Regions from separate parts of the Mus musculus genome. Here all the other regions are linked to region 2. Evidence: chromatin contacts called from public HiChIP or PLAC-seq data. All regions are on one chromosome and are shown on one strand. The core of a region is the stretch at or near the end of the contact, and the rest is flanking DNA. Distances in the headings are between cores, read along the strand shown.

Region 1 (3,436 bases), core at 226-2,725, 350 kb before region 2:
TCCCCGGGATGGAAACTCAGCTTGTATAACAGAAGTTCTAAAACTTGCCCGATAATAATAAACCCAATACCTTACAGTTTATGACCATTTTAAGTTGGATAAAGCACATTCCTATCTATCATATTTATTCTCAAAATTAGTCCCATAAAGGGAGAAAAGCATTTAGTCAGTCAACAGATTGGTTAGCATGTCTGTTTAATGCTTAGTTCTCTAAAGTCCTTCAGGGATGTCTAATCTTTTGACATTGCTTGGAGAGCTGTTGTCTGTCTGCAAAGTTCTCCCTGAAGAAAAGCACAATGCAGTTAAATACTCTCATAGCATTTAAGGTTGGGTTTGGCCTCATTCATAGCTATTGTTGGCCGCAGGTTGGATGTGCTGCCAGGAAGTGCAGTCCAAAGAGCTTCAGAATTTTCCTAGGCAGACATGGACAGAAATAAAGTCAACAGAGGTAGTATGCATCTCCTGAGACTGAAAAGCAGAGACAGTACTCCTGTCCTCTCTGGCCATGAAGTTGGGGTTTGGATTCCTGGAGGACTTGACAGTGAGCGCTCAGGGAATGCTTTTGACTTGGACGCCATACACACAACTTAGAAAGGGGGAAAAAAGACTAAATAGTTCCGTAGAATTATGGTGGCAGGCATGGGGGCCTGGTCTTCTGACGCCATCCCAAAGCGTCTATGATCTTTATTAAGCAAGGGAATCTTTATTAAGCAAGAGAATCTTTATTAAGCTTTGGAATCTATCTGCATCCTTTGCTTTTGGTCTGTGCTCAGGAGGAGGTCCCTTTAGTCAGTTGAAGGTTTCCTCTTCAAGACGATGGAGAACGGTTGGACGAAGTCTGAACTGTCACTCAAGAAGAACTACCACCATTAAAGGACACCAGCGCCCAGCTAGGACTGAACACACAGCTGGAACAGATTTCTGCCTTCCAAGATGGAAACCGGTTCTCTCCCAATAGCGGGCGGTGTATAGGGCCCAGTGCCGCCTCCCAGAACCCCTTGTCGGCCTCTGCGGGCTCACAGTTCCCCAGCCCGCTGCAACCGACAGGTTGGAACCTCAGCACCCACCGTCCAGCGCGCGCATCCCAGCCTCCGCGTCCCGCACCGCGCGCCCCGTCGTCAAGGCAACCAGGGAGGCGCTGACCCCCAACCCCGCCCGGCCCCGCCCCTCGCGCAGCCCCACTCAACATGGAGACGGCCAACCCGGAAGTGGCGCGGCCGCCGCGCGCCGGGCGCTAGGAGCCGCGGGTTGCTGGCCAGGCCTCACCCGGTGACACCGCCCGGCCTCGGTTTGCCACCCGCGCTCCGCGTCCCTCCGACACCGGTCCAGGTCGGCCGCTTCCGCCCCGCTCGCCCAGGCCTGCGCCACTCTTGGGGGGGAGGAGCCGAGGCGAGGCCGCGCGGGCGGGCGGAGGGAGCCAGGCCCCACGGCCGTCGACGGTTCGTATCAGCCGGGTCGGAGGAGGAGCCGGGCCGCGCGGGGCGGAGGCCGGGCCCTAGGGGCGCAGGTTTCAGGATAGCGGCGAAGCGGGGCGCGGGGCTGCGCGCGGAGGCCCGGAAGGCGCGGAGGTGATGTGGGCCCCTGTGCTTCTACGGAAGAAAGGGACCCCAGCAGCGGCGGCGGCCTCCCTACCGGTCCTCCTGACAGCAGCCCTTAGGGACCTCGCGGCAGCCCTGACTGCCCAGCTCACTGAAGTGCTCTTAAGGATGCAGTGATCAGGGTACGGGGCTCTCCCCGCGGGAGGGGCTCTGCCTGCGCTTCTGAACTCTGCGCAGAGAAAACAAAACAACAACAACAAAAAACAAAACCGAAAAACAAAACAAAACAAAAAACCCAGAATGATGCTGTCTGAGCAAGCCCAAAAGTGGTTTCCAACCCACGTGCAGGTCACAGTGCTCCAAGCTAAAGATCTGAAGCCAAAAGGCAAAAGTGGTACCAATGACACATACACCATAATTCAGTTGGGCAAAGAGAAGTATTCTACATCTGTAGCAGAGAAAACCCTGGAGCCGGTCTGGAAGGAGGAGGCCTCCTTTGAGCTGCCTGGGTTGCTCATGCAGGGTAGTCCGGAGAAATACATTCTTTTTCTTATAGTGATGCACAGGTCCCTGGTGGGACTGGATAAGTTTTTAGGGCAGGTGGCAATCAATCTCAATGACATCTTTGAGGACAAACAAAGAAGGAAAACAGAGTAAGTTATATAATTTATTTTGAATTTTGGGTACTTAAAGATATATGGATTTACTGTTCTTGAACATAGTATATTTGAGGCATTGGTCTTTGGGATTGAAATAGGATCCAGTATTAAGCACTTCTCTTTGCATGACTTTGAAGGGAAATAGCCTTTACTCTGATTTTTTTTTTAATGGAGTGATTAGTAAACCATTTTTTTTTCTCATTTCTGTGTGAGGTTAAGAGCTCTTAGTGGAATATTTTGCACTGGGTTTTAATACTTTTTATAAGAGGCCTAGAGCATGAACTAGAAAACCAGAAAATTAAATATATGCGTACCATTAGGTCTATGTTTGTTGAGCACTGTTAAAAAAATAAATTACTAGTAAAGGGTGTCAAAAGATAAGTTACTAGGTTTAGAACTCTTTATTTCAGCATTGGAAACAGTTGGCCTTATTTTTGCTCCACCAGTTTTCAGGGTCAGTACTTCTTGATAGGGTAGAAAGTTGTTAAAAGAACAAAAGTTTTGGAAGTCTGCACAGACATCTTCAGTCTTGAGCCCACTGACATTTTCCCTTTGAATTTACAGTATAGTGGAGCTATTGTTTACTGAAGAATTAGTTCAGCAAAGCTGTTGTGTAAGATCAGAGACAGTGATTACAGTCTTGTGATGCAGTGATTTAATGACTTCTTCGATGAAAACATGGCTTTTGAAATTGAACTTTCTAGCCTAAGTTAGATATACTTAATTTAAGAAATCAAAATTCAAATCAACACTAGGATGTTATGTGCTAAGTTGAAACAAGTAGCATCTTTGGAAAGGTAGGTCTGCTGTCCTGCTTTTAGCTTACATGCTTGTACACGCTTACCTTACACGCAGAGCTTGTAATGGGCCTGAAGGCTCATTGAGATGGCTGGAGTTTGTGAAAAGAGGGCTGAGGGAACTCATCAGAGGACTGCACTTTTCCCAAGTAGCTTAAAAAAAAAAAAGAACAAAACCCAGTCCTGATGCATGTTCATCTACCTACCCTTTAGAGCACTATTTTTGCAATGATAACTTTAAGCTCACATTAATTTCTTACAAGTATAGTGATCTTTTATCTGTCTTTATTTCCTTTGTAAAACCTGCCAGCAAACTTCATTTAATAAGAATTGTTTTTGTTTTGAATAAAGTCTTTACCTAAGATTTAGTGTATGTAAGAAAAAATACTAGAAATGCAAGAAGAAAAAAAATAGGTAAATATTCAATGAGGATGGGGGGAGG
Region 2 (3,344 bases), core at 477-2,976:
GGTGTTAGTTTGTGGCTTCAAACACACACATAAAGATGGGATACAGCGGCTTGAGTATCTACAATCCCATACCTCTTAAAGAGAGCTGGGGGGAGGGGGATTCCCAGAAGTTCCCAGGCCAGCTAAAGAAATAGCATTAGAACAACAAAAGTACTGTCTCAAAATTACAAGAAGCAAGCCTTTAGGCTGTCTTCTGGCTTCCATATTCATGGCATGTGTGCACCTACATTCACACAGAAGAGCACATGCCAACAACCCATATAAACACAGTGCTTCTGAAAGCCCTTGGCCTCATAGAATAGCTGATATTCTCAGTCTGTGATCTCATGTGGAAGAGAGTACCATGCCTGCCACCAGACCTCCAAACCAATTCCCCTTCTGGGAAAATCTTAGAATTTTCTTTAGCCAATTTTTCCTCAAAAATTGTTACTGTTGGCATTCGGGGCCAGATTACTCCGTGTAGTGGGGCTACGAGCCACTCTGAAGTACATAAAGCATTACTGTACCCTGCCTTCTAGATATGAATATCATTCCTAACCCCCAGTTGTGCCAACCGAAAATATCCTAGATATTGCCCAGTGGCCCCTGGCGGAAAAATTGTCCCTGGTCTAGAACCATCCCATTACAGAACACTGGTATTTCTGCTTTAGCCATGATGGTTTGCCTGGGATAAAGACCCCAGGAGTTCCAATGAATGCCAAAGCCAACAGACTGCATCAAAAAGGGATGTGTGAACTGAAGCAGGTTCCTATGGAGTCTCATTTGAGGACTGCCCCTTCTCCACTTGGTGCTAAATCCTTTCCCAAAAAGCAGCTCACATGGACCTGACAGGCAGGAGACACGGGGAGAAAGTTCACAAAGCCTCCATTTTCCCAGAGGTTGGTTCTGGAGTTTTGCACTTGTGACTGAGATCTCTACTTCTTGGGATTCCTTCAGAAGAGTGGATCAATTCCTAATAACAAGGCCGCGGCTGTCCCTTCGTAGTACAGCCTTTGCCTAGCAAGCAGGAGGAACTGGGTGTCATGCCCAGTGCCTGAACCCCAGCAGTCTTATACTAAACATTATATGTGAATTATGTCATTATGACATAGAAAATACACAAAGAACCCTTGGGGTAGAAGTAGTGGTGAACGCATTCGCGGATGAGAATATGGAGCCTTGGGAGGTGAGGTAACTGGTCCAAGCCCACACAAGTGTGAAGCCTGAAGCTAAATTAAGCACCCCCAAATCCTGTTCTTGCCTCAGAGGCTCTTGCCAGCCCTGGTCTCATGCTCCCTGATCCTCTGCAGGATTGCTATTGAGAGGCCTTGAAAATCCTCCCTAACATGTAACTGTTGGCTTGGGGACTGGATGGAGGGTCTGAATAGTGCCTACCAGGAAGATGAGGTAGATAGACTCACTCCACCTGTCTGCTGTATCTCTAAGCTCATTTACCCCTGAATCATTTTGTCATGCTGATACTAAGCACAAGGTATACAGTAGTGTCCACAGCAAGGCCTCTGCCCACACAGAAATTATACTCACAAGCGAGAAACAGAGAGTAAGCAAATACGCAGAAGATACTAACAAGATGGTGGAGCATCAGAAAGAGATGCATTCTATAAAAAGTCTGGACTGTGTCTCCACTGTGGATATTTTAAATTGAAAAGAGGAGCAGGATGAACAAACAGCCACAGACATTTTCCAAGCAGTGAAGAGGATGGGGGAATGGGGGAATTTCAAAGCATGAGTCAGCACTGGCCATGGGGTGATGGGGGAATTTCAACGCATGAGTCAGCACTGGCCATGTCAAGATGCTATGAACAGCAATCCCAAATCTTTATGTTGTAAGATAATGAAAACTTGTTTCTCACTCTCACTACAAACCTAGTGGGGGTGAGCAAGGCAGGAGGAGTGTTCCATTACTGCGTGCCATTCAACAATGTGTTTTTTTTTTAATTTTAGTGTGTGTGTAAGGGGGGTGTAAGTGTCAGAGGACAATCTCCAGTGCCATCCTGATCTTCCACCTTGTTTGAGGCAGACTTCCCTATGATTCTGACTCTCGTGCTTCCACCTTGGCACTGCAGGCAGTTCTTCCTGTATGCTAGGAATCCAATGTCGACTTCTCCCCGGCGCTCTGCAAGTGCTTTGCCCACGGACCCCATCGCTTCCACTCAACTTCAGTCTCCTGATGGGTATTCTGTACACAACAGTCTTCAACCACAAGGATAAACAAACAGCCACCCGCTTCTGGGGTTGGAGGGTTCCTGAACATCAGGTCTCCACAGCGACGTAAAATGAACAAAGAAAGAGACGTGCACACTCTCTTGTAGTCCCTCCACTCCGTCCCATGCTCCATGTTTGCTGAGGGCCCACTCTTACCAGGAAGAGGTTTTCTTAACTGTTGCATCTGGTGATAGGTGGCGTCAATCATGCCTTTCCTGCTCTGGACAAAGGAACAACGGCTTCCGTGTGCCTGTTCCTTGTGGTCTTCAGGTAAACACAAAATCTTCTCCATCCTGGAGCTGCCATTTCCCACCCATGTTCTAGGGCAGTTGGAGGCTGCCAGTCTGCCTATTTCAAGCTTTCTCTGCCTGTCAAATCCACATACCTCATCAGAGGCTCAGCCCTTCTCCCCTCCTGCAGATGTACTTGGGGCTATTTTGGGAAGATTTTGCTACAACAGCCTCTGAGTGCTAATTAATGTGACTTTGGAGAGAATTTTCCATTAGTAGGCAAGAAAAAAAAAAGCAGAAAGATAAATCACCTTGAAGTCTAATGAGCAGTGCTGGCCCCCCAGCCCAACAACATCCAATCGGCTAAAGTGTAACTTTCTCCAGTGTCCAAGTTCACAGCTAAAGTTGCTTCTTATGATACGCTTGTTTGGTGCAGATTTTGAATACGTACAACACTCGGATACTGAGCTGGAGCATGTTGAGAATACAGTCAGGAAAATATGTCAGGGACAGAGAAATCGAATTTCAAAAGACAGCACAAATAATAAAACTTGGCTTAGGATTTGTGGAAAATCAGAGAGGGCTGCCTGGAAGAGAACAGGTCATGTGGTATGTCCGTAAAATTCAACATGGATCCAAAGTCTGACATGGGCAACTCATAAGTTGTGTGACCAAGGTAAGTCACTTAACTTCTCTGAGCCTCCCTTTCTTCACTGGAAAATCCAGTGTGGGAGGGAAGCTCTTGTAGAATGGGTGGGTGTTGTGATAACTGAATTTATACTGATAGACTCCAAGGTCTGCTGCATAGTAACTGCTCATTAAAAGTTAGCTATTAAACAGCTGCTCTCTGCCAAATGAGGAAAATAGTGGAGCTCATTTTCCCGGTAGGGTAGAAAACATTTAGGGAGA
Region 3 (3,568 bases), core at 462-2,961, 300 kb before region 2:
CTGTTGTATATATGGTTGCTGTCCTACATTATGAAGGGAATAATGATGAGAGGGAAAAAAAGAACATCTAGACGTGCAGTACAGATAAAGAAAATTTTCAATCCAATGTTGGTTGACTTCATGATGCAGAAGTGGCATGGGAGGAACTGTGTCTTCAGCTGATTACAGAACATGGTCCCTCCTCCAGGTGGCCAATGTGCAAAGGGCAGGCCACTAAGTGGCATCCCCACTAACCTCCTTGTCTTAGTCAGGGTTTGTATATATGGTTACATCATGACCAAGAAGCAAGTCAGGGAGGAAAGGGTTTATTCAGCTTACACTTTCATATTGCTGTTCATCACCAAAGGAAGTCAGGACAGGAACTCACATAGGGCAGGAACTTGGAGGTGGGAGCTGATACAGAGGCTATGGAGGAGTGCTGCTTGCTGGATTGCTTCCCCTGGCTTGCTCAGCTTGCTTTCTTACAGAACCAGGACTACTGCCCAGGGATGGCACCACCTACAATGGCCTGGGCCCTTCCTCCTTGATCACTAATTGAGAAAATGTTTTACAGCTGGATCTCATGGAGGCATTTCCTCAAGGGAGGCTCCTTTCTCTGTGATAATTCCAGCTTGTGTTAGATTGACACACAAAACCAGCCAGCACACTCACTCCTCTTTTAATCTTGCATGTTCTCCATAATTTTCCAGAGTTTGAGAGGCAGAGAGGACTACATACATAAGTTTGATTCAATCACTAAACAATTTTTTGCATCTGTTTCCTGATTTGATAGAAAGGGAAAGTCAGCTGGACTCTCCCATAGCCTTAAAACACATTACAAAATACAGTGGTCTAGGGTTTTATAGTATTCATTTGCATTTTTTTAAAAAGTACTTTTCAGGGACTGGGGATGTAACTCACTTGGCAGTGTTTGCCTAGGATGCAAGAATTCCTGGGTTCAACACCCAGCATTGCATATACCCAATGTAGTGGTGATCAGCAGCCCATGAGAGCAGAGGCAAAAGAATCAGAGGTCACAGGTCATTCTCAACTACTTAACAAGAGAGAAGCCATTCCAGGGCCATGATACCCTGCCTCAAAATAAAATAAATCAAAACCATCAATCATAAAAACTGGTTTTTCCATGTTTCCCAATTCTAGTAGTTTCGGTTTTGAGCTGAGAAAACTGATCTGAACCCAAGACCTCCACTGATTATCAACTGCCATGCGGCAGCACCCAGAGTTTTCCTCCTTTATCTCTCTAAGGAGCCTTGTGCAGACACCCCAGGACACCCTACCCACTGTCCACCTTGTGCACTGCAGAGGCACAATGGGTTTCATCACCTCCCTCTGGTAAGTGTTTGATGATGGTACCTTTGATGTGAGTGCGGATCACCAAATCAAAGTGATGGTTTGTTTAATGTTTGCCACACATCCGGGTGATTCTGAAGCTAACACAGAAGAGGAGGCACATTACAACAGGGATTTCTCTCTCTAACCAATTAAGGTCATTCAAGAAGTCTCCCAATTTAAATAGTTGCCCAAGTAGAGAATGAGTCTCCCTAGCAACCATTTACTAAGAAGGCACATCAGATGATTGTGAAGAGACCAAAAATGCAGACATATAAAGTATGAGCCAGCAATTACTTGGACAATGACAGTTTGCATAGAAGGCACACTTGAGACCTGGCGCTAAGCTGTGTGATGAATACCAGTGTTAGGTATTTACCCTCAGTTTTTCCTCTGATTACTACACCAAGAATAAATTTTCAAATTCTAACTCTAGTAAGGCACAATAATACGATAGTAAGATATGATTTTGAAATCACATTCCTCTCCTCTGATACTTAATTCTGTGGCTGTGTATTTCCATAGAAGACCATCAGTTTCCTTTCTGTTTTCCAGAAGAGAAAGCTCTGGGGACAGTCTAGCTCTGCCCAGCCTCAGTGGGTACAGCTCACTGGATTGGCAGGCTGGGACCTTAACTCTAAAGCACTTGATCCTCTTTGAGGGAGGTGTTTCTGCATTCTGCATTCTGTATTCTGAGATGCCTAAGCAACACTGTGAGTTGCAAAGACTTGTGTGAGGGCTTTTCTAGTTGGCTAGAGCTATGGATGACTGTGGAGACCAGTTTAGTTCCCTCTAACTTAGGGAAAAGGATGGAGAAGCCCATTTCTAGTGCATGAAGTGTCAATGCCCACTAATTTGGTTTTACCTTCAATAAAGTAGATAGTTTTGCTTCCAACCAGTTGATCCTCCCAGAATGGGAAGAATGGGATGTTATTCAATGTGGCTGCAAAATTTTCATAATAATAAGCAATCAATATTGGCCCCCAGGAAGCCCTATTTATTCCATTCACTGGAAAGGAGACCATCTGTGGAGTAGGTACCACTAGGTCTCTGTCCTGGGAACATGGAATGTAGGCATCTGCAATTAATGTTATTAATTTTAATTGTGCACAGAATCCTTTGATGTCTGCAGTGCCATTATTCTGCCTTACAAATAAATAGCACTACCTCTCTGGTATAAGTTTAGGGAAAGCTATTTTAGTCCACTTTCTATTATCGTCAGGCAGTGGGCTTTACCAGCTCACACAGAACAAATTTGATTGTGTTTATATTTAAGCTTTCTTAACAAGGGAAAACAGGAGGATTAGCTTCAATAAAAACAGGAGCGGCATTCTGAATGTGTTTAAACAAGTTTTCCCCACCAAAAAAAAAAAAAATAGACCTATAGCATATCATTTTCAACTACACTGGCAGGGGAAAAAAAAAGCCAAAGGTTCCCCTAAAGAATTTGGACCATGCTCAAGGCAAGTTACAGCTGGATCCTATTATAGGAATCAATCTTTTCTCACCAATGACTGTTTACATCCATGAAGCTTTTCAGTAAATTCATTCAATCAAAAGCAGTTTTCGATGCTTGGCAAATATTAGATTACACATAATATACTTGTAATGTTAGCAGAGAAAAGAGGATGACACACACCCAGGCCACTCTTCAGAGCAGCTGCTGTGTCCACCCAGCCTGAGGCATGTCTCTGTGTAGATTGATGGGACTTACTTTAGTGCACTAATGCTGACACATTTACTTATCATTCATGATAATCACTTCTGCTGCTTCAGGGAGAAATTTTTCTAAGCACCTAAGTATTTGGGGGATTAATTACGGTGTGCTGAAAAGGAGGAAGGCACTTTTGGGGTGATACAGCAGTGTTTGTCAAGACTCTGGTCCAGATAATCTAATTTATTCTTTTGTTCAATTAGAGTAACTTGTCTGTGTCCTCATTGTTCTTTGTCTCAAACTGGAGCAGTGGTGTTTTCTTAAAAAAAAAAATGTTGTTTTGGGCCAGTAGGCAAAGTGCTTGAGTTCATAGCTTATCACCCATGTAGAACGCTATGCATGGCTGTGAGTATCTCTAACTCCAGGACTGAGGAGACAGAGAAAGATCCTCTCTGGAACTCAATAGCTAGTTGGCCTAGCCAAAATGGCAAGTTGCAGGTTCAGCGATGAGAAACTATTTCAAAAAATAAGGTTCAGAAGGTTTGAGGAAGACATACCGAAGGTAGCCAGTGATGTTCACAGTAC

Evidence for each region. HiChIP or PLAC-seq counts read pairs in DNA pulled down with a chosen protein or histone mark.
Region 1: an H3K27ac HiChIP or PLAC-seq map of the NIH/3T3 cell line shows a contact between it and region 2, with 4 times the contacts expected there. The contact joins the promoter of Rab11fip2 here to the enhancer-like site in region 2. A contact is called at or near these places in 4 of 39 promoter capture datasets (the 3T3-L1 cell line, the SN4741 cell line, cranial neural crest and 1 more), 5 of 484 Hi-C or Micro-C datasets (adipose-derived mesenchymal stem cells, embryonic fibroblasts, embryonic stem cells and 2 more) and 2 of 115 datasets of contacts at active chromatin or transcription factors (the NIH/3T3 cell line and embryonic stem cells).
Region 3: an H3K27ac HiChIP or PLAC-seq map of embryonic fibroblasts shows a contact between it and region 2, with 6 read pairs. The contact joins two enhancer-like sites. A contact is called at or near these places in 1 of 15 datasets of contacts at CTCF or cohesin (the NIH/3T3 cell line), 2 of 484 Hi-C or Micro-C datasets (adipose-derived mesenchymal stem cells and muscle stem cells) and 3 of 115 datasets of contacts at active chromatin or transcription factors (the NIH/3T3 cell line, embryonic fibroblasts and embryonic limb bud).

The regions. Positions count from the first base shown.
Region 1 is chr19:59,941,403-59,944,838 of GRCm38.p6, reverse strand. It overlaps Rab11fip2 (RAB11 family interacting protein 2 (class I)), which reads left to right and starts at 1,475. Exons shown (of 6, transcript NM_001033172.3): 1 at 1,475-2,191. The coding sequence starts at 1,839.
Region 2 is chr19:59,588,618-59,591,961 of GRCm38.p6, reverse strand. No RefSeq gene overlaps it. Among named protein-coding and RNA genes, the nearest start is that of Gm19956, 64 kb to the left of the region's middle. Within about 2 kb of position 1,726, at least 19 of the 459 cell types and tissues checked have an H3K27ac peak or open chromatin away from gene starts, as enhancers often do. A contact at or near this core is called in the NIH/3T3 cell line and embryonic fibroblasts, where this site is marked.
Region 3 is chr19:59,887,269-59,890,836 of GRCm38.p6, reverse strand. Gm46660 (a long non-coding RNA gene) reads left to right here. Exons shown (of 2, transcript XR_001782703.2): 1 at 1-1,332. Among named protein-coding and RNA genes, the nearest start is that of Gm46660, 4.2 kb to the left of the region's middle. Within about 2 kb of position 1,711, at least 15 of the 459 cell types and tissues checked have an H3K27ac peak or open chromatin away from gene starts, as enhancers often do. A contact at or near this core is called in the NIH/3T3 cell line and embryonic fibroblasts, where this site is marked.